Linked DNA regions of Sus scrofa: all the other regions are linked to region 3. The links are chromatin contacts, called in public Hi-C and HiChIP or PLAC-seq maps. All regions are on one chromosome and are shown on one strand. Each heading gives the region's core, a stretch centred on a gene start, on an enhancer-like site or on the middle of the called end of the contact. The rest is flanking DNA. Distances are from core to core; before and after follow the strand shown.

The links. Hi-C and Micro-C count contacts between places; a contact is called where the count stands out from the background. HiChIP or PLAC-seq counts read pairs in DNA pulled down with a chosen protein or histone mark.
Region 1: an H3K27ac HiChIP or PLAC-seq map of skeletal muscle shows a contact between it and region 3. The contact joins the promoter of FAM166B here to the promoter of TPM2 in region 3. A contact is called at or near these places in 3 of 47 Hi-C or Micro-C datasets (blood, heart right ventricle and liver) and 1 of 2 datasets of contacts at active chromatin or transcription factors (skeletal muscle).
Region 2: a contact with region 3 is called in an H3K27ac HiChIP or PLAC-seq map of skeletal muscle. The contact joins the promoter of SPAG8 here to the promoter of TPM2 in region 3. A contact is called at or near these places in 2 of 47 Hi-C or Micro-C datasets (liver and skeletal muscle) and 2 of 2 datasets of contacts at active chromatin or transcription factors (alveolar macrophages and skeletal muscle).
Region 4: a contact with region 3 is called in a Hi-C map of embryonic fibroblasts, with 2.3 times the contacts expected there. The contact joins the promoter of TESK1 here to the promoter of TPM2 in region 3. A contact is called at or near these places in 1 of 5 promoter capture datasets (fetal liver), 4 of 47 Hi-C or Micro-C datasets (embryonic fibroblasts, heart right ventricle, liver and 1 more) and 2 of 2 datasets of contacts at active chromatin or transcription factors (alveolar macrophages and skeletal muscle).

Annotation. Positions count from the first base shown.
Region 1 is chr1:236,321,250-236,327,025 of Sscrofa11.1, reverse strand. FAM166B (family with sequence similarity 166 member B) reads left to right here and starts at 2,045. Exons shown (of 6, transcript NM_001243630.1): 1 at 2,045-2,144; 2 at 2,528-2,751; 3 at 2,841-3,058; 4 at 3,267-3,318; 5 at 3,405-3,602; 6 at 3,872-4,133. The coding sequence starts at 2,083. The coding sequence ends at 3,960. RUSC2 (iporin) reads right to left here. Exons shown (of 12, transcript XM_001927812.5): 10 at 5,048-5,776; 11 at 4,816-4,953; 12 at 4,068-4,731. The coding sequence ends at 4,530.
Region 2 is chr1:236,527,719-236,533,598 of Sscrofa11.1, reverse strand. SPAG8 (sperm-associated antigen 8) reads left to right here and starts at 1,418. Exons shown (of 7, transcript XM_005660229.3): 1 at 1,418-2,123; 2 at 2,226-3,027; 3 at 3,130-3,304; 4 at 3,504-3,549; 5 at 3,636-3,750; 6 at 3,873-3,935; 7 at 4,044-5,880. The coding sequence starts at 2,035. The coding sequence ends at 4,163. It overlaps HINT2 (histidine triad nucleotide binding protein 2), which reads left to right. Exons shown (of 5, transcript NM_001244328.1): 2 at 484-624; 3 at 753-827; 4 at 916-988; 5 at 1,097-1,283. The coding sequence ends at 1,188. NPR2 (natriuretic peptide receptor B/guanylate cyclase B (atrionatriuretic peptide receptor B)) reads right to left here. Exons shown (of 22, transcript NM_001244322.1): 19 at 5,427-5,601; 20 at 5,257-5,355; 21 at 4,897-4,988; 22 at 4,427-4,766. The coding sequence ends at 4,701.
Region 3 is chr1:236,407,648-236,413,721 of Sscrofa11.1, reverse strand. TPM2 (tropomyosin 2 (beta)) reads left to right here and starts at 4,106. Exons shown (of 9, transcript NM_001129947.1): 1 at 4,106-4,317; 2 at 4,748-4,873. The coding sequence starts at 4,204.
Region 4 is chr1:236,338,647-236,344,397 of Sscrofa11.1, reverse strand. It overlaps TESK1 (dual specificity testis-specific protein kinase 1), which reads right to left and starts at 3,238. Exons shown (of 10, transcript XM_003121984.4): 1 at 2,714-3,238; 2 at 2,468-2,589; 3 at 2,302-2,350; 4 at 1,644-1,790; 5 at 1,221-1,303; 6 at 960-1,050; 7 at 660-743; 8 at 198-287; 9 at 1-58. The coding sequence starts at 2,938.

The sequences.
Region 1 (5,776 bases), core at 796-3,295, 85 kb after region 3:
TGTGACCTACACCACAGCTCACAGCAACGCCAGATCCTTAACCCACCGAACAAGGCCAGGGATCGAACCCGCAACCTCATGGTTCCTAGTCGGATTCGTTAACCACTGAACCACGACGGGAGCTTCACCCAGGTCTGTACTTCTCTTAGAATCTGAATTGTTTTCTTAACAAATTCAATCTGCCCCTTAATATTATTTATTTTTGTCTTTTTAGGGCTCACCCATGGCATATGGAAGTTCCCAGGCTAGAGGCTGAATTGGTGGCCTGCCAACACCACAGCCACAGCAACACAAGATCCGAGCCAAGTCTGTGACCTACACCAAAGCTCATGGCAATGCCGGATCCTTAAACCACTGAATGAGGCCAGGGATTGAACCTGCATCCTCATGGATACTAGTCGGGTTTGTTACCAGTGTGCCATGCAGGAACTTCCTGCCCCTTAGTTTTAAACCCCAACATTATCTTCATATCTCCTTCCCCTGAACTCCCACAGTGAGAAAACTTGTATCCACTGAATTTACTAACTATTCATTGATCTCCTATTTGTGTAGAAGCTTAAAGACAAAACTAGACAACTGGAAAGGAAATTAAGTTTTAGTAGCTATGTGCCAGGTGTTGGGATAAGTTCTTTCACACACACTATCTGACTTTATTCTTTTTTTTTCTTATTCTTTTTAAGGCTGCACCTGGAGCGTATGGAAGTTCCCAGGCTAAGGGTCAAATCAGAGCTACAGCTGCAGGCCTACGCCTCAGGTTGCAGCAACTCCAGATCCTTAACCCACTGGTTGGGGCCAAGGATCCAACATGCATGCTCATAGACACTATGCTGGGTTATTAACCCACTGAGCCACAATGGGAATTCCTGACCTTATTCTTAACAGCACCTTGGTAGGTTAGGCTAGGCTATTTTAAGAGTTAAGAGTTTAAGAGTTAAGGGATTTCAGGAAGTTCCTATGTGGTGCAGCAGGCTAAGGATCTGGTGTTGCCACAGAGTTAAGGGATTAGGGATTTAAGAGTTAAGAGTTTAGGGATGTTAAGAGTTTGGGGATTTCAGGAAGTTCCTATGTGGTGCAACAGGTTAAGGATCTGGTGTTGCCACAGCTGTGGCCCAGGTCCCAAGTACAGTGCAGATTCAATCCCTGGCCCAGGAACTTCAACATGCCATGGTTGCAGTAAAAAAAAAAAAAAAAAAAAAAAAAAAAAGTTTAGGCATTTCAGGTTCAGAAGAAGTCACCTTGTTCAAAGAAGGTAGTTTGGCTCAAGGTCACAAGCTATTTGGAACGCATGACTGCCTGACTTCACACCTGTGTACTTTGCTCTACCCTGTTTATTGCTACAAAACATATTTGCATACATTAAGTTGAGTCTCACGACAATAACAGGGTGAATGGTACTATCTGCATTTTATAATTGAAGAGAGTAGGGTTCAGAGATACTAAACGACTTGTCCTAGTCATATGGAGCTTAGCCATTCAGACTCTGCCACTGTAGAGTGTGCCTGGCAGAGCAGGGCATATTTGTTGAATAGATGATGATCTGGACTATAGTAGTAATTCTTGTCAAATTATATTATTGAAAATAAACAATGTCACTGCCTAGAGTTCTCTAGGTTCCTTTTCTCCCCCTATAATCTCCCCTCTGGGCTTTCGTAGGAACTCTATCACCTTCCACCAAAACTCACAAAGAGTAGAATCCACATCTCCTCAGGGAGGTGCTCAGACAAGGGCTTAAGAAGGAAGGGCTCTCTTTTGAGACAGAGCTCAATGGACCTACAGTTTTAGTTCTCCCACCTCCCACTTCAGGGCTTTCTTGGGCCCTGGAGTGCCGCAGCTGTACTCAAGTCTTCTCCCTGCCCCCAGGTGGCAGGACTGTATTTGCTCTGGGACAGACAGACCCGTGAGCCTCTGCTCTCCTGTCCCGCAGGCCTGGGCCCTGGCAGTCATCCCACTGGTGCTCCCTCTCCTCTCCTCCCTGAGCCCCGCCTCCTGCCTCTGGCTCCACCTCACCGCCCTGGACACAGTCAGTACACACAGCCCAGAGGCTTAGCTCAAAGAGAAACAAAACGAACTGACTGGGTTCCCATGACTATGGCTAGCACCTTCATACCAGGGCTGAACCCTAAGAACCCACATTATATCCCAGGGTAAGACTTCTACCCAGAGCACACCCCTGTTAGCTTCTGGGAATAAGGGTAAGGATACAGGAACTGTGCCACCTGGGGGTGAAGTGGACATGATGGCGTGGGAGGCTTAGGGCCGGGACATCTATGTTGGATGGAAAAGGAAAAGCAAGGGAATAGGAGTAGCCAGGCTTACCATGAAGCTTTGTGTTGTGTTCTCCACGGTAACAGGGTAACAGTAGAGGGGAAGGGTTGAAAACACAGACAAAGAACTAAGAAATGCCTGCTCCAAATATACACACAGCTGAGTCCAGAAATGATCTGGGAGTGAGAGGTCTCTGTTCCCATCTCTGGGGACGGTGAGGCCAGGGGATTCTGGAGGTGAGTGGGTGAGACTTGTGCTACAGGTACACCGGACACTGCCCACTACTTCGGTTCAGCATGGGTCAGACCTACGGGCAGACAACTGGTCAGCTACTTCGCGGCTCTCCTGGCCTAGCGTGGCCCCCTGCCCATCGCACACTTCTGCCTCCCATTCGGTCTCCAAGATCTCCTGAGATTCCCAGGAGAAGCCTGCCTGTCAGGCGTGGACATGAAAGGCTCAGCTCCAGCATGATCCCTGGGTATACAGGTTTGTACACAGGTATGAACAGGTACCCCCAACCTAGAACAAGGGTCCCCCACACTAACAGAAATTTTCCTTATCCCCTGCCCGCCTAGGTTTTGTACCCCAGGCACAGTTCATCTTTGCCAAGAACTGCAACCAGGTCTGGGCTGAAGCTCTGAATGATTTTACTCAGTGGTATGGGGGACAAGGGAGTCAGGAGCTACCAAAGGAGGCCAAGGGAGAAAAAGACATGGAGAAAGACCAACAGCCAAAGCTGGAGGCAGAGGTGGAGGCGGAAAACGAGCCAGAGCTGGGGCAGGAGGTGGAGCAAGTAAGGCCAAGAAGGCTGAGGGGAGTACAGTGGGGTGGGAGTTGGAAGCCTTACCTCTCTGTGGCCAGGCCTGGGGTGACCGTGAGTAGTATGGCTGTGGGTACAGGGACGAGGGCTAGACTGCCAGCTCCACCTCCCTGGGAGCTTGTGTTCCAGCCCAGGGGCTGAATTTGATAGTCATGTTTTTCTTCTATTAACTTCTCACAAGGCTTCCCCTTATTCTATGGATGACAGAGATCCTCGAAAGTTCTTCATGTCAGGTGAGAAGTTGTAGGTAACGACCAAAGGCATGGGGCGGGCGGTGCTCAGGAGGTCCTGGCTTAGTATTCCCCCTCCAACCCCCTAGGCTTCACTGGTTATGTGCCCCGTGCCCGCTTCCTCTTTGGCTCCAGCTTTCCTGTGCTCAGCAACCAGGCACTGCAGGAATTTGACCAGATGAAGTCACAGGGCAGATCCCAGAAGGATCCTAAACATCTTCCTCCACTTTCCAGGACCTACCCTCATAACCTAGGCCTTTTGCCTAAATATGGGGGGTATGTGCCAGGTAAGGCAAATCTCAGAGGGAGGCTTTGGGGACTGGAATATTTGCGTGTGTGTGATAGATGGAGGTGGTTTGGGGGTTGGTACCAGTAGATACGGGGGACCTTGGATCACGTGGTTCAGCTTTATCATTGCGGAGATAAGGAAACTGCTGTAGCTCCTAGTTGGGATTAGGATCAGATTTTGGAGGGTAGCTTGAAGGTTCTTGGTAGCTGGCTGAGAAATAACTTCTCGGCCTCCGGCTATAAATGACAGATTCTTTTCACCACACAGGGTATAAGTTCCAGTTTGGCCGCACATATGGGCATCTCACCCATGATGCTCTGGGCCTCAGCACCCTCCAGAAGCAGCTCCTGGCATAGGTACCTGGACTTCAAGTTCTCTCTTCCCTTTTCATCCTATCCCAGCCATCCTTTTGTAAAGAAGAAAGATGGGCTGAAGGGTGGGAGGAGGCACAAAGAGAGAATGGTTTGGAGGCCGAGCACCTTTTTTATTAATAGGTGTAATAAATAAATAAATAAATACATAAACAGAAGCCTGGGCTCCTCCTCCCTCTTCTGACCACCAGCACTGGCCACAGCCTATTTACAGCTGGAGGCTTAGGGGGCTGGCCCTAATACTGTCTTCCATCCTCCTCACCACTTGGCCTAGGGAACCCTGCAAATGGGCCTTCTGGTCACCTCCCCCCATAGGGATGTGCTGGGGAAATTCTGGCAGCCCAGTGCTGCGCCCCTCCCCTCCTTCCTGGGTGGAGGTCTGGACGGAGTCACTGGGACAGTTAAAGAGGAGTTATTAATACTGAGCACAGGGATATGTGGCCCCTAGCTCTTGGTCTACTCTCTGTAACCAAGCCAGAGGGCTTGGGAAGGGCTCTCAGGCTATGAGTCTAGGGGTCGTGAGGGTCCCTGAGGCCACCAACATGCACAGGGCCTCAGTTTTGGCTGCTTCCAGGGGTTGGACTTGGAGTTGGGGTCAAAGTCACATAGGCCAGAGGCACCAGGCCGGTGTCAGGGCCCCGGCTGCAGCGCAGCCAGTCTCCTCCGGCTGGCCCCAGCACCCGTAGGATATCTCCCTTGCGGAAGCTCAGCTGTCCAGGGCCTGTGGCCAGGTGGTGGCACAGTGCCTTCACCTCGCTGGGGAAACAACAAATGGAAGTCAGAGAAACCCCACCCAAAGCTAAACCCAGCCCCCAAATCCCTCTGTCTCCCAGGGCTCACCATGGAGATTTGGAAGGCAGGGCTGGAGAGTGTGGCTCCTGTAGGCTCTCCTTGGGCTCTGGTTCCCGGCGGGCACCCACCGTTTGTGCCACTAGTTGGAACATGGACTTGTCCAGGCTCAGCCAGTCCGAGGGTAGCCTAGGGGATAGCAGCCGGGTCTCTGGGTCTGTCTATGCCCTGACTTAGGTCAGGTTCCCGACTCCCTCAACCTACACCATGGGCTGTTTCTCACCTGTTTGTGGGCCGGGCCTCCCGCTGAGCCTTCCGGGACCCAAAGAGGTGTCCCCACTTGATGCCCCCAGGTGAAGGTTCTGAGGCTCCTTCCTCACTTTCTGCTGGGGGTGCAGCGGACCCCTCCCTCTCCCGACTGCGCCTCAGCTCAGCCAGTACAGAATCAGGAGGGCTCCCCATCCAGAAGGGCCAGCCCCTGTCCCGGCCAAGGGTCTCCTCAGGGGCAGGGCAGGCCTCAGCTCCCTCTACAACTCCCTCTCTTGGGGGTGGACCCCCACTTCCTGCCCCTTTCTTTTTCTCACTGCTGCTGCCACTGCTGCTATTGCTGCCACCACGGGGGAACCTAGAGCCCTCAGTGGAACCATCAATGTAGACCTGGGAGCTCTGCATGAGCTGATACCACCAGCCAGCCTGCCCGCTCCGGGCCCACCTGCCACGCCCCGAGCTCCCAGCTGCCTCTGTCTCCTCCTCTTCCTCCTCATCTTCCCCACCCTCTGGGGCACCCACACCCTTCACCCGCTCCCCATGGGCTGCCCTGTCCATGTCTCCAGGGCCCTCCTGGCCCCGGGAACGGGCCAACTGCAATGTTGAGTGAGCAGACAGCAGCAGGTCCTGGGACACTCTTAGCAGTTCCTTGTGCTGCCGCTGCTGCTGCCCACTTTGTAGCAGTCGGTGCTGGAATAGTAAGTCGAGACTGAAGGGCAGGAGGGCCAGAGGCTGTAGCAGCAGC
Region 2 (5,880 bases), core at 169-2,668, 120 kb before region 3:
AGTAATGGAATTAAGTGGAAACTTACTGAAAGGTGAGAACAAATGGAAAAAGTTCCAAGTAGTCCTAAGAGATGATGCAAACCACCCTCTTTATATTTGAAGCAGAAAGAAGGGGTTTATCTAAGGTGATTAAATAGTAAAATAGGAACTGGGACCTAAACCTCCAGGTTTTCATTCTGGATCCTTTCCCTTGAAACAGCGCTAGATTTCCTCAACACTTTAGGAGCAGTAGTCGACTGCACTGCTGAATCCTGCATTGTAATACGGCCTGTTACCTAACTAGGCCCAGCAGTATCTGGCCTTGCTCTCTGCTGTTGATGCTCTGAAATCGAGGAGCTTTTCCCCTGGTTGGGAACCACTAATAGGTTCTTGGAAGGGTGAAATTAATGCCTTTCAAAGCCCAGCCTCTGTCAGCCCCAACTGATTACATGGGAGAGTGGTATTGCCAACTCCCTCCCGTGGGTGTGTCTGACCCACCTGCAGGTCCGAGGAGCTGCAGGTGTGACTGATGGGAATGAAGTGGCCAAGGCCCAGCGGGCAGCTCCTGGGGGAGCAGCCCCAACCATCTTCTCCCGGATCCTGGATCGAAGCCTCCCAGCTGACATTCTATATGAGGACCAGCAGGTGGGGTACCCTTAGGACCCATCCCCTTAAGAATTTCATAAATACCATCCAGTTTGTTGAACTAACATGGTGGCCTCTGGCATGTTCACTGCTCCCAGTGTCTTGTATTCCGTGATGTGGCCCCTCAGGCTCCTGTGCACTTCCTGGTCATTCCTAAGAAGCCCATTCCCCGGATTAGCCAGGCTGAAGAAGAAGACCAGCAGGTGGGAAGAACAGGGCCAGGGTTTGGCTGAGGGAAAGGTTTTGTTCCCTGTAAATGAAGCCACCTGTCTCCCTCCCCTTTCCCTGTAGCTTTTAGGACACCTTCTCCTTGTGGCAAAGAAGACAGCAAAGGCTGAAGGACTGGGAGATGGATACCGACTTGGTGAGTGACATTTGGCCCTTGAGCCCCTCACCATCAATTGATCTAACCTCTCAATATGATCTTCATTCTTTGACCATCTTAACCCCCTAACCCGACGCACCATTTCAGTGATCAACGATGGGAAGCTGGGTGCACAGTCTGTGTATCACCTGCACATTCATGTACTTGGGGGCAGACAGCTCCAGTGGCCTCCAGGTTGAACCTACCAAAGGACCAAGGACCCCAGACTTGGATGCTTGGACGGGGTAGGGAAATAACAGGACCCAATGATGCCAATAAACTTGTTCTCCCTCAATTCTGGATCCCTGTCTTAAATATATAAAGATTTATACCTCAAATAGAAAAGAAAACTGATTCAAGACTTTGATCCCCCTTGACTATGGTCTGAAACACTAAGGAAGCCCATGATGCAGTCAAAGGAGCACTTGCCTGTGTATCTATGAGTTCATGACTCATGGTCCACCTGGGTTAAACTTCTAGAAAAGCAGCAGTTCTAAGAATGTGCCTGAATAAGTAAAGCCAGTATCCCAAGACTTGCTCAATTCAGATACCAAGCCAAGTTATAAGGGGGTCTGGAAGGAGGAGGGTCAAGGTGAGGGCCTTTCATTGGAGAAGTTATCACACTCAAAACATCTGCTGCCCCATGTCTCACCATTCTGTTTAAGCTGTTGTCTGATGTATTTTCCACCTTAAAAATTTTAAAAAGATGCCCCACTTTTGAGAATGAAATTAGGGGAAGCTACCATTGTCCCTTGTAGAAACACATCAAGTAGGCTTTTGTCTGATTCCACAGCACTGTGCCTGTATTCAACACAAAGAACCACTTTAGAAAGCCTCCAAAAGTCCTGCGCGGGTATGAAGGGCGAGACCTTAGGCCGGCGAATCTTAGCAGCCAGGCCGGATGGAAAGCGCACTTCCCAGAGTGCACCAGATTCAAGACTTCCGCCCCGCAGAGAACTTGCCTCCACCCCCACCCCCACCCCCACCCCCACCCCCACCCCCGCCCTCCACGTCCGCCCAGCTCTAGTTCTGCGCAGTCTCCTGGAATGGTTTGCCGTCTCTATAGCAACGCAGTACCCAGTAGCGAGTGTCGCAAGATGGAAACCACTGACTCCACAGAGCTATCGCCATCGCGGTGAGATCTGCAGCTCTGGCTGCAGGCATAAGGGGACAAGGAAGGTCAGTGGACTTCCCCCGCTGCCCTTTTGACGACTTTGCCTTTTTCACTTTTTTTCAGCTCTTTAGACGAACAGCCTAGCTCCGAAGAACTAGGGACCACTTCAGATCCCTTGCCTTCTTTGGATGGCCGTCATAGGTCGGCTCTGGCAGCTGCAACTGCAGCAGCCTCAGCAGCTGCTGCAGCCACTGCAGCTGCCTCCACTGCCAAGGCAGCTGCATTATCTACACAGACCCCAGCGCCCTACTCAGAACGGAGCCTTCTCCTGGAGCCCTTCTCTGACAATCTTACTGCGGCGCACCACACCACCCCCAGATTTACCCACAAGATAGGCCATGGGAGACTTGGCTTTGAGCCTGTCCAGGTCTCCCATATTGCTCGAAATTCCTACACTGCAAATGATCCTATCTCTAGCCAAGGCCCTGTTCCTGGCTCCAGCTCTGACCCTGTTCCTGGCTCCAGCTCTGGCCCTGTTCCTGGCTCCAGCTCTAGTCCTGGTCCTGGCACCAGTTCTGGTCCTGGTGGTGGCTCTGGTCCAGGCCCTGGTGGTAGATCTGGTGAAGGCACTGGTCCCGGTCCTGCCTCTGATTCTAGGCATAGTCCAGGCTGTGGCCATGACCCTGGGTTCAGCTCCTCTGCTCCTCCAGGCTTCAGAAACCCAAGGGCAGATCTGGTCCCTAATTATGCCTCCTGGAGTCACGACAGCCACTGGGAGCCTCAGAAACAACCCTGGAAATTTTTGCAAGTATCAGAACCTGGCACCCGAGGACACTGGAAGCCCTCTGAGGTTGAAGGGAAGAGTAAGATACCCAGTGAAACACTGCCACGGGGCCAGTGCCTTCTCTACAACTGGGAGGAGGAGGTATTAAGGTTTTGACCTGCTCTCTCTGCTTGAAAGCTGCCCCCAGTTGATGAGGGTGGGTACCAGAAAGGATATCATGGTCATTCTACTTGGGACCCACAGAGAGCCACCAACCACCTGGATCAAGTCCCAAGCATGCAAGATGGCTCTGAGAGTTTCTTTTTCCGACATGGACACCAGGGGCTGCTGACCTTGTGGCCACAGTCACCCATGTCCTCCAGAACCACCCAGAAAGATTCATACCAGCCCCCAGGAAACCACTCTCAGCCAGTCCGAGGTACGAAGTATGAGAGAACGGACCAGAACGAGTCCATGAGAGAAAAAAGGAGAGGAAGGAATATCGGGTGGGACTATGGATTGTCTGATGGATGTAAGGGCAAAACCTGATTCTCCTTCCTTTTCCCAAATAGTTTTCTTTGGGGCCTGTGTCTTAACCAGATTCCCCCCCACTCTGTCCATTCCCTGACCTCCCACAGGGAAGCGTGAAGCCATGCTGGAGATGTTCTTGCGCCACCAGATCTGGTGAGAAACTGGGTGCAGTTGGGAAAGGGGAGGGGGAGGACAAAAATCAAGGGAAAATGGCCTTGACACTCCCCAGGCCTGTGTAGTAAAGAGGTGCAGGCAGAGCAGGAAGCCACAAGGAAGGACTCTGAGGTCGAGTCTGTGACACATCATGACTACAGAAAGGAGCTGGTGCATGCAGGGCCTCCTACTCCAACAAGGGTAAGAACCTACCCCACCCCACTTGGCCAGCTGGGCCCTGACAGCCTATGGGAGAGCAGCAGGCCCAGAGGTTGAGAGAGGGAGCTTCAAGCCAAGAGTTATTCCATATCTCTCCCTCACAGCCTCATGACTACCGTACTGAGCAGCCTGAAACCTTCTGGATACAGAGGGCACCGCAGCTACCGGTATGTGAGAGGGACCAGGTGTTTGGGGGGAGGGGGCGCAGAAGGGGAGAGGCTGCTCTGTTCTGGCTTGAGAGCTGGGTCTGTCCTCATTCTGGGTCTGTCCTCCAGGGCGTCAGTAACATCAGGACGCTGGACACGCCATTCAGGAAGAACTGCAGCTTCTCAACACCAGTGCCTTTGTCTCTAGGGCAGCCTTTGCCCTATGAACCTGAGGATTATTCCCACTAATTGGGAGAAATATCCTCCCCTGCCTGTCAGGGAGGAGGGCGGGGTGGTGGAGGGGATAGAACCACTCCAGTCTAAGGGTTGAGGAGGGCAGCAGATGTGGATTAAAGAATCTGTCTGAATTCTGTCTGTACTTGGAGAAGAGGCTTTCCATAAAAAGGGTTCTCTCTCATCCTGAGACGGCTGATTCACTGATTCCGGGCATTAGCACGTCTATCCCATAACCCTTCTCTGGAGTTGCCCCTAAGCCAGACTATTTCATCATGACTGTTTTTGTTTGTTTTATATTTGGCCAAAATATTCTGGTTTAGATACAGATATTTACAGAGGGTAGGGAGGAAGGGGACTAGGCCAGAGAGGGGCAGGAATATGTACAAGGCCGAGCTGCAAAGGGCAACAACTTCCATATAAGGTGGGGATTTTATACATGTTGATTTCCATCTCATGTGACAATGTCCCTTTCTGGCATGGAGAGATGATGGCCACTGCCCACCCAGGTACCAGCAGCAGGAGATTGTCTGACTTGGGAAGAAGTGGGGCTTATAGGAGGCCAGCAGGTCCTTTCCGCTCTCCTAGGAGCCAGTAAGTTCGCATCTTTCCTTTGCCCTGGAAGAGGAGGAGTAGAGATAATTTAGATTCTTCTGTTATTCCCTGGATCTCCCTCTCTTTCCCTGGGGTCCCCACCGTCACATTCATCCTCCCTTTCTGTGACTCCCTCCCCATGGCCTGCCATCACCTTCATCTCCACATCCCCTCGAAGCTCTAGCTGGAAGCATCCTAGCTCATCCAGGGCATCTTTGGTGGTAGAGGAGACATGAATCTTCAGGGCTGGGGTATCCCAGGGGGATAATGGAAAGAGGAATCAAAGAAAAGGCAACTAAAGAACTGGAAGCAGCAGAGAGCGCTTTACCCGACCCCTATCCCGCAGGAGGTTCTCAGTCTTCCCAGGACACAGGCCCTAGAACCAACATAGGTCCAAGGGTGAGGCAGTTGGGAACGGTGGTCTCTCAGATGGAGAGATTTGGAGGACCTCTGAAAAGAAGAAAAGGGCAACACACATTGAGGCCGAAGCTGGGCTCGAGGGCTAATGTCTCACCTTGACCGTTAGACTCCATTCGGGAAGCAGTGTTCACCGTGTCTCCAAAAAGACAATAGCGGGGCATCTTCAGGCCAACGACCCCAGCACAGACAGGCCCTGTGGGAAGAAACAGGTTGGGATAGCCTGGGAAGAGCGGACATGGGGACAGGAGCAAGAGCCAGCCTTACCCGTGTGCACCCCTATGCGGAGCCTCAGCTGGTCGTGGGGTCGATGGCGGATGCGGAAGGAAGAAACTGCATCCAGTAATGCTAGGGCCATACGAGCAATTTCCGGGGCATGGCGTTGACCATTTCTGCCTGGGAGACCAGATACCACCATGTAGGCATCTCCAATCGTCTCTACCTGATTGAGAGGGGAATGAAAAAAGGTCACCTCTGGATGTATCGGTGAGAATGGGCAAGAGCAGAAGGAGACAAGTTGGGTACCAAGCACTAGGAGTCATCCTGACGGCCTGGAGGCCAAACATTCACTAGAAAATAAGTGCCGTGTCCTAAGAATCTGGGAGAAGGGGAAGTCAAGGGAATCTTTAAATCCTCCTGCCCCAGCCCAGCACCTGGCGAGTACTCTGTAAATGCCTGCCGAGGGGACACCTTGTCTGCAACAGGACACGGTCAGATAGGC
Region 3 (6,074 bases), core at 2,857-5,356:
TTGTATCAGCTTCCCCAAACATAAAACAAACTTTTTTTTATTGAAACCATCATGATTTTTAATAATAAATAATGAAATGTGTTGATATTTAGAACATCCCACACAGCTCAGTAAGTCATTTTCCAAATGACCAACGCATGATGTTATAAATTTATCTGTGAATTGGAGCTCCTGTCGTGGCGCAGTGGAAACAAATCCAACTAGGAACCATGAGGTTGCGGGTTCGATCCTTGGCCTCACCCAGTGGGTAAAGGATCTGGCAATGTTGTGCGCTGTGGTGTAGGTGGCAGATTCAGCTTAGATCCCAAGTTGCTGTGGCTGTGGTGTAGGCCTGCAGCTGTAGCTCTGATTCAACCCCTAGCCTGGGAACCTCCATATGCCGTGGGCGCAGCCCTAAAAAGCAAAAAAAAAAAAAAAAAAAAATTATCCCTAAATATAAGATCCAACCAAAGTGCAATACCACCAATGTGTACCAAAAGGTTATTGATAGGGTTTCGAGTAAAATGGATTTTACAACTAACGCTTAAAAGAATACCATCTGGCAAGTGTTGATGTATCAAAGAAGAATATCCACAATTACCTGAAAAGGCTACAAATGCCACTGTAAACTGTAAACTGCACTGGTCCACTTATATGTGGATCAAAAGATAGCTTACTACAGTATTACATGATCCAAGGCTGGGTCAATCTAAGGAGGCAGAATTATAATACACAGGAACCTAGCATACAATGGGCTAAGTTATGACCTTTCAACTTTGCAGACCCTTGTCTTATTTAAGGGTTAACTGTATACTATTCTCCTTTCCAACTATGTGTCTGTGTGAGACTAGACTTTTTTTCACATATAGTACTTCAAACAACAAATACACAGCAACAGATAGAAAGCACAAGTAGATTTTGAGAATCCAACTGTCCTCTATCAAGCCTGATATTAAAGAAATTTGCGAAAATGTATAACTGCCATACTCTCACTAATTTGGGGAGGTGAATATAGTGACTTTTTTTCTTTTTAGGGCTGCACCTTTGGCATATGGAAGTTCCCAGGCTAGGGGCTGAAATGGAGCTACAGTTGCTGGCCTATGCCACAGCCACAGTGCAAGATCCGAGCCGCATCAGCCACCTACACCACAACTCACAGCAACACCAGATCCTTAACCCAGTGAGTGGGCCAGGAATCGAACCCACATCCTCATGGATATTAGACAGGTTCTTAACCTGCTAAGCCACAACAGGAACTCCCAGTTTCCATTTTAATATGGTGAGTATTGACAGATATTACCCACTCTACCAGAAGCTTTTTGATCTTCAAACCCTACTGTCAAGGGGTTCTAGGACCAAAGTTTGAGAATTGCCCCACCAGACCATGAGTTCCCCTAGATCCACAGAGTATCATTGTGTATCCTGAACCTGGTGCACAAAAAAAGTCACTAGCAAATGTTTATCAAATGCCAACGCTATGCTTGAGGCTATGCCAGGCACTGGGGATTTAGAATTGAAAAAGATAGCCACTCCCCTTGGCTGATAATAACTGTATCCCACGGATCCTGGGGGCAGAGCTTCAGTGCCTGCCCGCTTGCATCTTTCGCAAGCGTCCTATCCTAATAAATCTATTTCTTGCCTAAAAAAAAAAAGAAAAAAAGAAAAAGATAGGCCCTGGCATTCTGGAGAACTCACAGACCACTAGGCAAACAGGTATAACAACAGTCATAACAGGGACTATGCCGAGACAGACTGTTAGGAGCTTGCCCCAAGAATAAGCATTTATTACATGCAGAGGGTGGGAAGGGAAGAGGCTAGGGAAGCCTCCTCAGAAAAGTTGACACGGTCTGAGTCTTTACAGCCACCAGGAATCAGCCAAGGGAAGGGCATTTTAGGGATATATAACAGAATGTATAAAGCGGTAGCTTTGGTGTTCCCATGGTGGCACAACCAGATCAGCCGTGTCTCTGCAGCACCAGGACTCATGTTCAGCCCTAGCCCAGCACAGTGGGTTAAAGGATCCAGTGTTGGTGACCAAAAATGAATTAAAAAAAAAAAAATGGTGGTAACTTTTAAGAAAAGCTTGGTGATTTCTAGCTCCTGCACTTAGCTCAGTATGAATGCTACATGAAGTACAAATCTGTGTGCTGAGAGTGAGGTTGGAACTGAAAGGAGGTAGGGCTAGAGAGGTAGGCAGGTGCCAAAACAAAGGGCCTGATACACCATATTAAGAAATGTGACTTTTACTGGCAAAAGAGGGAGGGCGAAGGGAGGGGCTTTTGGAGCATCTTAGGGTCCTACTTGTACCAACTTTTTCAAAGATCTTTGTGTAACAAGGTCGAGGAGAGTTGGGGGAGTCAGGAGTTCACAACAGACCCAGGCAGGAGGTAATATAAGGAGCTGCCTGAGGAGGAGACTTCAGTGGAAGAAGCTCATTTGTAGGAGCAGAACCTACAGGATCAAGGGACTGTGGGAAGTGAGAGGTCTGGCACTGGCTACAGGGTGGATGGAAGACTCTTCCAAGAGTTTGGGGAGAACAGGGAGATGGAGTGAACACCAGCGGGCGGTGGGGCCGGTGGACCGGGAGGTGGGTGAGGAGGGGACAGAGGTCAAGTTTGTTCCATGTGTAGCATCGGTCCACTAAGCAGATCTAAATACATTTCCGCCCCCACCTCCCCTGGCCGTGGACCTATGGTTCCCACGGTTCCCACCCAGCCAGCAAAAGCCAGGCCTCCCGCCCCCCTGCCCCTGGGGAGCGAGGCTTCCTCTGCCTACCCTGGTCTCCCCTCCCCCCACCCCAAGGCGGCTCTCCACTTCCTCTCCCCTCACCCCACCCCAAGGAAAAAGCGAAAACAAACAGCCTCGCACGGGTGCCTCCGATTTCCCGACCCTAGGCCACGGCTCCCGGCTCCGGGAGCTGTTTCTGGCGGCCTCGGTCAGAGGGAACATCTCACCCCCAGCTCCAGACGCCCAGCAGCTCCGTAACTCTTGCCCTCGCCCCTGCCTTCCTTGCCCCATTCCGGCCCCGCCTCCCCACGGGAAACATCCCAAAAAAGGGCAGAAAAGAAATTTCAGCGTAAAGTTGGCCCACAGGGGAAGGGAGGAGAGTCCGCAGGGAGAAGGGGAGGAGAATGGAAGGAGAAGGGAGGGCGCACAGGGAAGCTAGGGGAAATCGGGATGGGTGGGGGTGAGTGGGGGGCGGGCGGTGGGGCCGGTGGACCGCGAGGCGGGGTGAGGAGGGGGACGGAGAGCGACTCGTCCCGGGTGGGGGTGGGGATGGGGGCGGGGAGCGCGGGTCCGGCGGGGCAGAAGTGGCCGCGGAAAATATGCGGGGCACGTGGGGGGCGGGGCGGGCTGGGCGCGGATCCGGGTTCTGCGTGCTCGGCGATGGTAGAGGAGGGGCCCTGGCTCCAGGGGCAGGGGCTGGAAGGGGAAGCGAGGGGAAGAGAGGTCAGGCCCGCCCTCGGGGGCAACAAGCCGGTCCTCGCTCCGAAGGGCTGCCGGGGCTCTGGGCTCGCCTCCTACCTCAGTTTCCCCAAGTCTCTGGTAAGACTCTCCACTATCACCACCATGTCCGTAGCAAAAACCCAGCATCTGGGACTGGGGTAAACTGAGGCACTCAAACTGCGGAGGAGCCCCGCCTCCCAAGAGACATTTAATCCGAGGGGATTTACAGGAAACTTCTAAATTAAGGGCAGCGGCTGCTGCAGTTGAGGGGGGGCCTTTTGGTCCCTGCGCTTGGGGCAGCTGCCGTGAGCTCAAGCCCTGAAATAGCCTCAGGGGCCCCAGCCGCAGCTGCCACCGGGCCAGGCTGTCACTCAGAAGAAGCACGGAGCCCCCTGCCCCAAGGTCCCCTCCCTTCCACAGCGCTAGTGTCTTTCTCAGCAGACCGTCCAGCTACTTTCCCTTCCGACGGCTGGGGGGGATGGGGTGAGGGAGAGGCGGAGCCCTAGGGGGCGGTTCCGAAGGGGTGGGCGTAGGGGGTGGCCGCGCCCCCCCCAACCCTGCTGTGCTTCTGCCCCTACAAGGTTTGGGCTGCAATGGGGGAGGGTCCTGGCCCCCGGCTCCGCCCGGTCCCTCCCAGCCTTTTAGGCGCCCGCGCGGCTGGGACGTCCCAGCCCCGCTAGGTCCTCCTCGTCCGCCACCCGTGCGCCCAGTCAGCACAGCCAGTCCCGTTCGCCCGGTCCACACTGCCCGCCGGCCGGCCGGTCCCCAACAGCAACCATGGATGCCATCAAGAAGAAGATGCAGATGCTAAAGCTGGACAAGGAGAATGCCATCGACCGTGCTGAGCAGGCGGAGGCTGACAAGAAGCAGGCTGAAGACCGCTGCAAGCAGGTGGGGGTCCCAGGCTCTGTGTAACCTCTGTCCCCAATCCGCAACAAGGGCAGCCTGTGCCACTCTGTGCTCCCCAGCCTCTGGCCTGCCGTCCAAGCCTCGCTACCATCCAGTGTGGGGGCTGGGCCTTCACAGTACCCCCAGGGCCCTAGCCAGAGCTACACTTCATCTCACCCACCCTCGTCCGAGGAGCCCCAGTCCCCTAATTTCCACTCCTCCCTTTACAGAGCCATGATGGGCCTTGCTCCTTGGGGCTGGAAGCTTTCTCTCTACTCCCACCAGTTCCCTCCCACACCCCTAGCTGCCCTGACCCTCCTCTGCTATCCCTCTTCCTCTCTGTCAGCCTCTATATATCTCTTAGTACCCCTCACACACACCCCTGCCTCCTGCCTGGGCCTGGGCCTGGCTGACTGAGGCATCTCTCTCCCAGCTGGAGGAGGAGCAGCAGGCCCTCCAGAAGAAGCTGAAAGGGACGGAGGATGAGGTGGAAAAGTATTCCGAATCAGTGAAGGATGCCCAGGAGAAACTGGAGCAGGCTGAAAAGAAGGCCACCGACGTGAGTGTGAACCTGGGGGGACAGTAGGAGACTCAGTGCTTTGGGAGGGGTTCCAGACATGGGGATGAGAGGGACTTTCACCATCAGGACAGAGACGGTTTCCTCTCAGGAACGCAGGCCAGGGCAAGCTTGCACAATTAATCCAAGACAGTGGGTAAATCAAAACCACTTACCACTTCCCCCTGAGAACACAACATTTTAATTCCATTTGGTTCCAGCTCTTAGAAGGCACAGTGATCAAGCAGTGAGTCATCGCGGGGGCGGGTGGCACAAGAATTTACCATCCACCTCAACTAATCTTCCAGCTGAAGATGGAGAGGAGACTGAAGCTACATTTGTGGGGTATGGGGTGTGGGTGGAGGTGCTGTTAGGCAGGAGGAGGGGAGAGGAATCCACAGATGGGCCTTGACTTGAGTTACACTGCTGGGGGGCCATTAGAAATTCCCTGGCCTTGACCTCTGGCTCCAGTGGCCCTGCTGTGTACTGGCGCCCCAGCTCAGGTTCTAACGGTCCCTCATTTACCCTCATTAAGCTGTCAGTCTTGAGACCATGCCAGGCCACAGGGCAGAGGGACAGGGCCACTAATGCCAAGGCAACCACCTTGGCAGCTCCTGTTCACTCTGAGATTTCTCTGCCCACCTCACACCCCCTAACCAGACTTCTCTACCTCCTGTTCTTCCCAGCCCCCACCTTAAGGTAGGAGAACAGCCATAAGACTTTGGCAATGGTACTTTCTCTGCCTCAGGTTCCCCATTTGCCTTCCACCCAGGATTGTTTAAGATGAGCCTGTGGTTGGGTGGATGCAGGGATTAGCACGAGCATGGTCTGAACGGCCGAGATGAAAGAAGACACTACGGTTTGTGTTGACCATTAGCCGTGCTCCCCATCCCCCCAAGCCCCCCAAGATTGGTTTCTCTGACCTCCAGCCTTTGGTTTTTGTTCTTCACCAGTCCTGGCACTTGGGAGGGAGCTGCCCTGCAGCTGCTAGTGAAGATGGCCCCGGGCATCTGACAGTCTATAAATAACCAAGGCCCAGTGCAGCTGGAGGCAGGACTGGAAATCCAAGGAGCTGAGTGGGGGCTGGAGGGGAGCTGGGGAGGCCAGGGACAGAGCTAGGGAAGCAGAGAGGCAGTGTGAGGAGTAGATAAGAAACTGCCCAAATTTATTGTGTGACCTTGAGCACAGCACTTAACTTACACAG
Region 4 (5,751 bases), core at 1,989-4,488, 68 kb after region 3:
GGATCCATTCCAGGTGCTGGGTGATCTCGGTGAAGGGCGCACGAGTGCTAGGTTCCATCTGATGGGTAGAGACAGGGGCAGCTTCACTCAGTGTTCCAAGAGAGGGTCTCCGAGCTTTCCTCCCGTCACCTGGGACGGCCAGCTTGGTCAGCTGATGGATGGGGGTGGAAGGCAGGGAGGGAGAGTGAGGCACTTACACTGCAGCAATGGATGGCCAGGAGCAGGAAAGGCAGTGGGCAGTCATCCCCCACCAGGGTCCGGAAAGCAGGCACATCCAGGCCAAAGTCCTGTGGGGACAGAGAGGAGGGGCCTCTCGGTCAACCTTCCTTGAGTTTTCCTTCTGAGCCCCGACCAGGGCCTCGACCTCCAGGGACCCCCTCCTTGGTTATGAGCTGCCCAGTCTGGAGGTGTTTTTTTTTTGGGGGGGGTCACACCCGCAGCTTATGGAAGTTCCCAGGCCAGGGACTGAATCCAAGCCACAGCTGTGACCTATGCCACAGCAGCAGCAACACCAGATCCTTAACATACTACACCAGGCTGGGGATCAAACCCGAGCCTCTGCAGCGACCAGAGCCACTGCAGAGACAGCACCGGATCCTTAATTGCACCACAGCACCACTCCTAGAGTTTCTTTTTTTAAACTTGGAGACATCATTCACCTCAGTACGGGGTAGGTAGTCAGGGTCCGCAGGTACTCTTGCGATGAGCTCACAGAGGACAATCCCAAAGGCAAAAACATCAGCCTAGGGGTAGAAGAGAATGTCAGGGGGAGGCAAAGATAGTTTCATGTCAAGTCAGAAATCAGGGGAGTCTTGCCAGTTTTCATGTGTTGGAGAGGGTGCCTGTGAGGGGTCAGGGGGATCTTGGGCATCTCCTAAACATCCGGTAGGATTGCTGCAGAACTTGGGATGAGGCCTTATAAGAGTATCTCAAGGGTCTCCTGAAGTCCTATATCTTACCTTCTCATCATACAGCTCACCCCGCAACACCTCTGGAGCCATCCAGTATGGAGAACCCACCACAGCCAAAGGCTCCTTCCTTGCCCCTTCCCTGTAAGGGCAGGGGCAGAGGCTGAGTGGCCAGGAACATCCCACCCAGACACCTTCCCAAATGAAAGGGGATGAGGTCAGCCCCCACCCCACCCCAAGGGAAATGTCCCTGTGGGCTTCACTTAGATTGGAGCCTTCTGGGAGGTTTAGTGGGTGGGGCATTCACCTCACCTATACACAGGAATCTTTTCGGCCAGCCCGAAGTCACCCACGACTGCTGTGAAGCCTCGGTCTTCGCGTCGGATCAGACAGTTCTGAGATACACATATCGCATCCATACATGCCCATCACGTTCGGTTCTCTGATCTCCCAATATACGCCCCAAAGACCTGTCACTTCAGAATAATCCCAGCCCTCTCTAATCTTCCAGTTTGCCAATGCTCCCCCATCTTTCAACGTCATCCATCACTCCAGAAACAGCACGATACTCAGTCCCTCAGAGCACTCCCCCTCATCCCAGTCCTCCCCTCTTTCCAATGTCTTGCTACTCCAACATCCTGATGTCTATTACCCACACTCTAATATTCATGGGCTAGTTACAATCTAATAAATCTCAAATCTCCTTTCATGCCCCCACCCACCTGGCCAGCCTACCTTGGAGGTGAGGTCTCGATGGAATACACCTTTGGCATGCAGGTACCGCAGGCCCCGGGCGATGTCCAAAGCCAGGCGGAGCCTGACAGGCCAGGATAGGGGTTCAGGGGAGCTGAGCAGCTGTTCCAGAGTCCCCCCATTCATATACTGGGTCACAGGGGTAGGAGAAGGGGAATGAATGTCAAGATTTCAGTCAGTAGCCTAGGTCTCCCACTTTTAAGCCAGGGGACCCAGGAGGATCACAAAGTCAGGAGGGTGAGTCTGCTCTAGGGCTCCTCCATTCATATCCTGAGCCTGTCCTGTCCCATACACACGCACAACTATTTAAATTTAAACAAAATGGAACATTCAGTTCCTCAGTCACACTAGCCACATTCCCAGGGATCCTTAGCCACATGTGGCTAGTGGCTGTGGTTTTGGACAGCGCAGATATAGAACATTTTCATCTTTGCAGGAAGATCTATTGGACAGCACCGTTCTAGAGGATATAAAGGACGGGACCAGCTGAGGCCTTTTATTTGTGGTTTGCCTAAAGGGAAGTTCAGGAAAGCCTCCCCTGGGAGGACGTCCTGCTGCCCCTCATTATTCGTCTGTAGATGCACCAGGCCGCTGACTCGCCCCTTGGTGGTGGGGTCCCCCCTTGCTGGTTCATCCTCACCTCTGTAAGAGCATGCAGCTGTCCCTGGTGCACACAGACCCCCATGAACCTGGAAGAGGATGGGAAAGACAGCAAGGTAGTCTGGAAGAGTCCCGGCCCCTGGACAGTTCCCACTTTTCCCGCGGGATCTTTCCCCCTCCCCCAGCAAGCGGTTGGGGCCGCTCACCTTAGGATGTTGGGGTGCCGAAGTCGGTTCATCAGCTGCACCTCCCGTAGCGTGTTTCCCCGGTTACTGGGGAGTCTGTTCATTTTCAGCACCATGACTTGCCCTGACTGTCGGTGCCGAACCTGGGGGCAGCAGGGGCTGGCGAGTCCCGCGCAGGTCGGGCGAAACGCCAGGGTCTGGGCCCCCTTGTCCCAGCCTCGCGTCTAAGGCTCGGTCCCGCCCCTCTGCCCTCTCTGCTGGTCCTACCTTGTAGACCTCAGAGAAGAAGCCGGCCCCGATCTTCTCCGCGCAGTGGAAATCGTCCACGCGTGCCAAGCTGGACACCGCGCTGCGGAGAGCCCGGTAGGAGGAGGGGCGGCCCCGGCCCGGGCCTCCGCCCGCGCCCCCCGGCCCCGGGGGCCCCTCCCCCGGCGCCTCTCCGGGCCCGGGCCCGGGCCCAGGGCCCCGCAGTGGGGGCCGTTCCCCGGCCATGGCCGGGCCCCCCAGCCCGGGCCTGCCTCACATGGCAGGGTTCCCGGGGCCCGGGCAGGCCGCGCTCGCCATGGGTGCGGGCCCAGCCGGATCCGGGGCGCCGGAGCTCCCACTCCCTCTCCCGCCCTGGAGAATGGAAGATCTGCCGAAGCTCCTGGGCCCGCCCCCGCCGCGCCGGCTTGCTGCGCCCGGGTGGACGCCGCTCCGCTCGGCTCTGCGCAGGGCCTGGGCCTGGGCCTGGGCCGGGCGGTGGCGGTGGCGCTCCCGGGCGCCGGCGGGCAGGCGGGGGTACTCCCCGCAGGCGGAGGCGGGCGGGCGGGCGGGCGGCGGCTGCTCCACTTCGCCGCTGGGGCTCAGGCTCCGCGGCCTGCCGGGGGCGGGGCTGAGCCGGGCCTCTGCTTAACTCCTTCGAGCCCGCCTCGGGGCAGCGGCCACGCCCCCTCAGGTGCGCACCCCGCCACCAGTGGCCGGGACGCCCTAGGCTAGTGGGTCTGAGAAGTCGGGGTCAAAGAAGTTAAAGCCAAAGCTAAATAACGGAAGGGAATTAATGGCTCATTGTGCGTATGCGCAGCTCAAAGGTCTTTTAGCTGCCGTGAGAGCCCTTTCTCCCCTCCCTCCCTCGGGTCTCTGTCTTTTGAGGGCCAGGCTCTGGAAGCCGCCGGACTCCTGGACTCCATGGACAGGCAGGGTAGAAAAGTAGACCCCTCTGGTCCCGCCACAATCGGGGCAGCAACCTACCCACCTGCCCAGCCTCCGCCCTGGCCGAGCCTGCCCATTTCCCAGCTCTCGACCCTTACACTTTAAACCTCCGACTCCCTGACACTTTGTACCTTCCCCGGAGGTTGTGACGCCCCAGAGCTGTAGTGAGCCCTTGGCCAGCCCATTCCAGGTGTGGCCCCAAGTCCTGCTCACTCCATCCCGCCTCTCGCGAAAAAAGTTTAGATTCAGGGGCTTCTGCGCACTGACCACACAGCCTGGAGCCTCCTCTTACTATTTCGTCCACATGCCCTTCTTTCTCAAAAGAGAAGTCTCCACCTGTAGGGAAATATCCCACCCCTTGGCAAAACCCCGCCCCTCAAGGAGCCCTCCCCCTCAGAGAACCAACTCTTTCCTCAGTGAGAGTCTCTCCTTCAGAGGAACATCTCCGCAATGTGACCATGCCGCCAACAGTGTGTGCCAGAATCCCTCAGTGCGACACCCCTCCTCTGTCCGTCTCGCCCTTCCAGGGCGAACCCCACCTCTCAGAGCGATTCCACCCGTCATTGTGACCCCTCCTCTCAACGTGACTCCTCCCCTCGGTGTGGCCCAGCCCTCATCAGTGTGACTCTCCTAGGCAGGTACCGCCCCGCATTACGTAGGAATCCGATCTGCCCCCTCAGGCGAGAGGAGGATCTGCAGCCGGCCTCTAAAGCGGCGCGGCACCCTGAGTGCGCACGCACCGTCTCAGGACCCTGTGCGCATGCCATACCCAGCGTTTTTGGTTCTCCGCTGGCTCCTCCCCGTCCCGGTCATCGGCGGAATAGCCAATCATCGACGGGGGTGGGTGACGTCGCTCGATCCTGGAGTCCTGTCTAGGACGAGAGGTTGGGGACGTCAGTGAGCCTTTTGCCCCCTAGCGGCGGAGTGGAGGGCGGCGTGGTGGAGGCTGCGGGCCTCAGGAGTGAGAAAGGATGCCAACGAACTTGAGGCAACGTGGCTGAGTTCTCTTCAAGAATTCTAAAAGTACTATATTTCTATTTCTGTGGAAATCTAAAAAGAAAATTAATATACGCACAGTCCACATCCGTGTGGGTGACCGACTTCTAATAGAGTCTTGTCCCATTTTTGTGGAGAGTTGGAGCCACCAACTGTTTGTCAAGAGCTAATGAGAAAAGAAAAAGGAAGTCTTAAATTATAAATAATAGTGCAGTGGGGTCGAGAGAGGCCAGGTGCTGTCACAGTACAAGGGAAAGTTTCACACAAGTTTAAGGAGAAAACAAGAGAGATTCACAGTCCTTCCACAGCCAGTGGAGACAAACCAATCTTGAGAACCATCTGTGCCATGTGCATTGTAATTCATTCTTCCCGAGGCAGTTTGGTCTCAGCAAAACAAACTCATTCGTCACATTAAATGTTAACATCTACAACTATTTAATTTGTAAGTGTCCTTTCTATAGTTGTATAAGATCTATAAACACTAGGAATTTACGCCTCATTTTTTTGAAGTAATATAATTTAATTGGCCCGTGTCTGACCCTTTATCCAAGTTTAAGAATATCTATAGTTGTTAATAGTGATTCCTAGCAGAGGCGCCACGTTCCTGTTTTAGACAAATGATGATTGTTGTATGGAGGTGTGGAGACCGATTAGGAAGGAGGCTCTGGCAAGTCTTCAGTCAGGAGGGCATGAGGAACTCAACTAGGATAGGGGTAATAGGGAAAGAGAGGAGGAAATATTCAATTAGAATGGGAAGACTTGATTGATTTGTATCCAAAGTCAGTCAGTCCTGTGGAAAGAAAGAGCATCAGCCAGAATCATTTTAAAGTTTCTAGTTTAGATGGTTGAGGATCAACTGAGATAAAGAATTCAGGAGGAAAGGTTGGGGGAGGGGAGGTAGGTGATTGCCATAAACAAAGGGGTGATGATAAAGACAACTATGATGTTGGCTGTGATTTTCCAAGTAGGGAGGGAGAAATAGGCAGACAGTGGATTCTTGGGAACAGCAACAGTACTAAGGTGTGGGTGGATGAAGAGAAGTCCATGAAGGAGACTGAGAAGATGAAACATATTGAAATACAGGAATAGAATCTTTTTTTTTTTTTGAGTGCATAAAA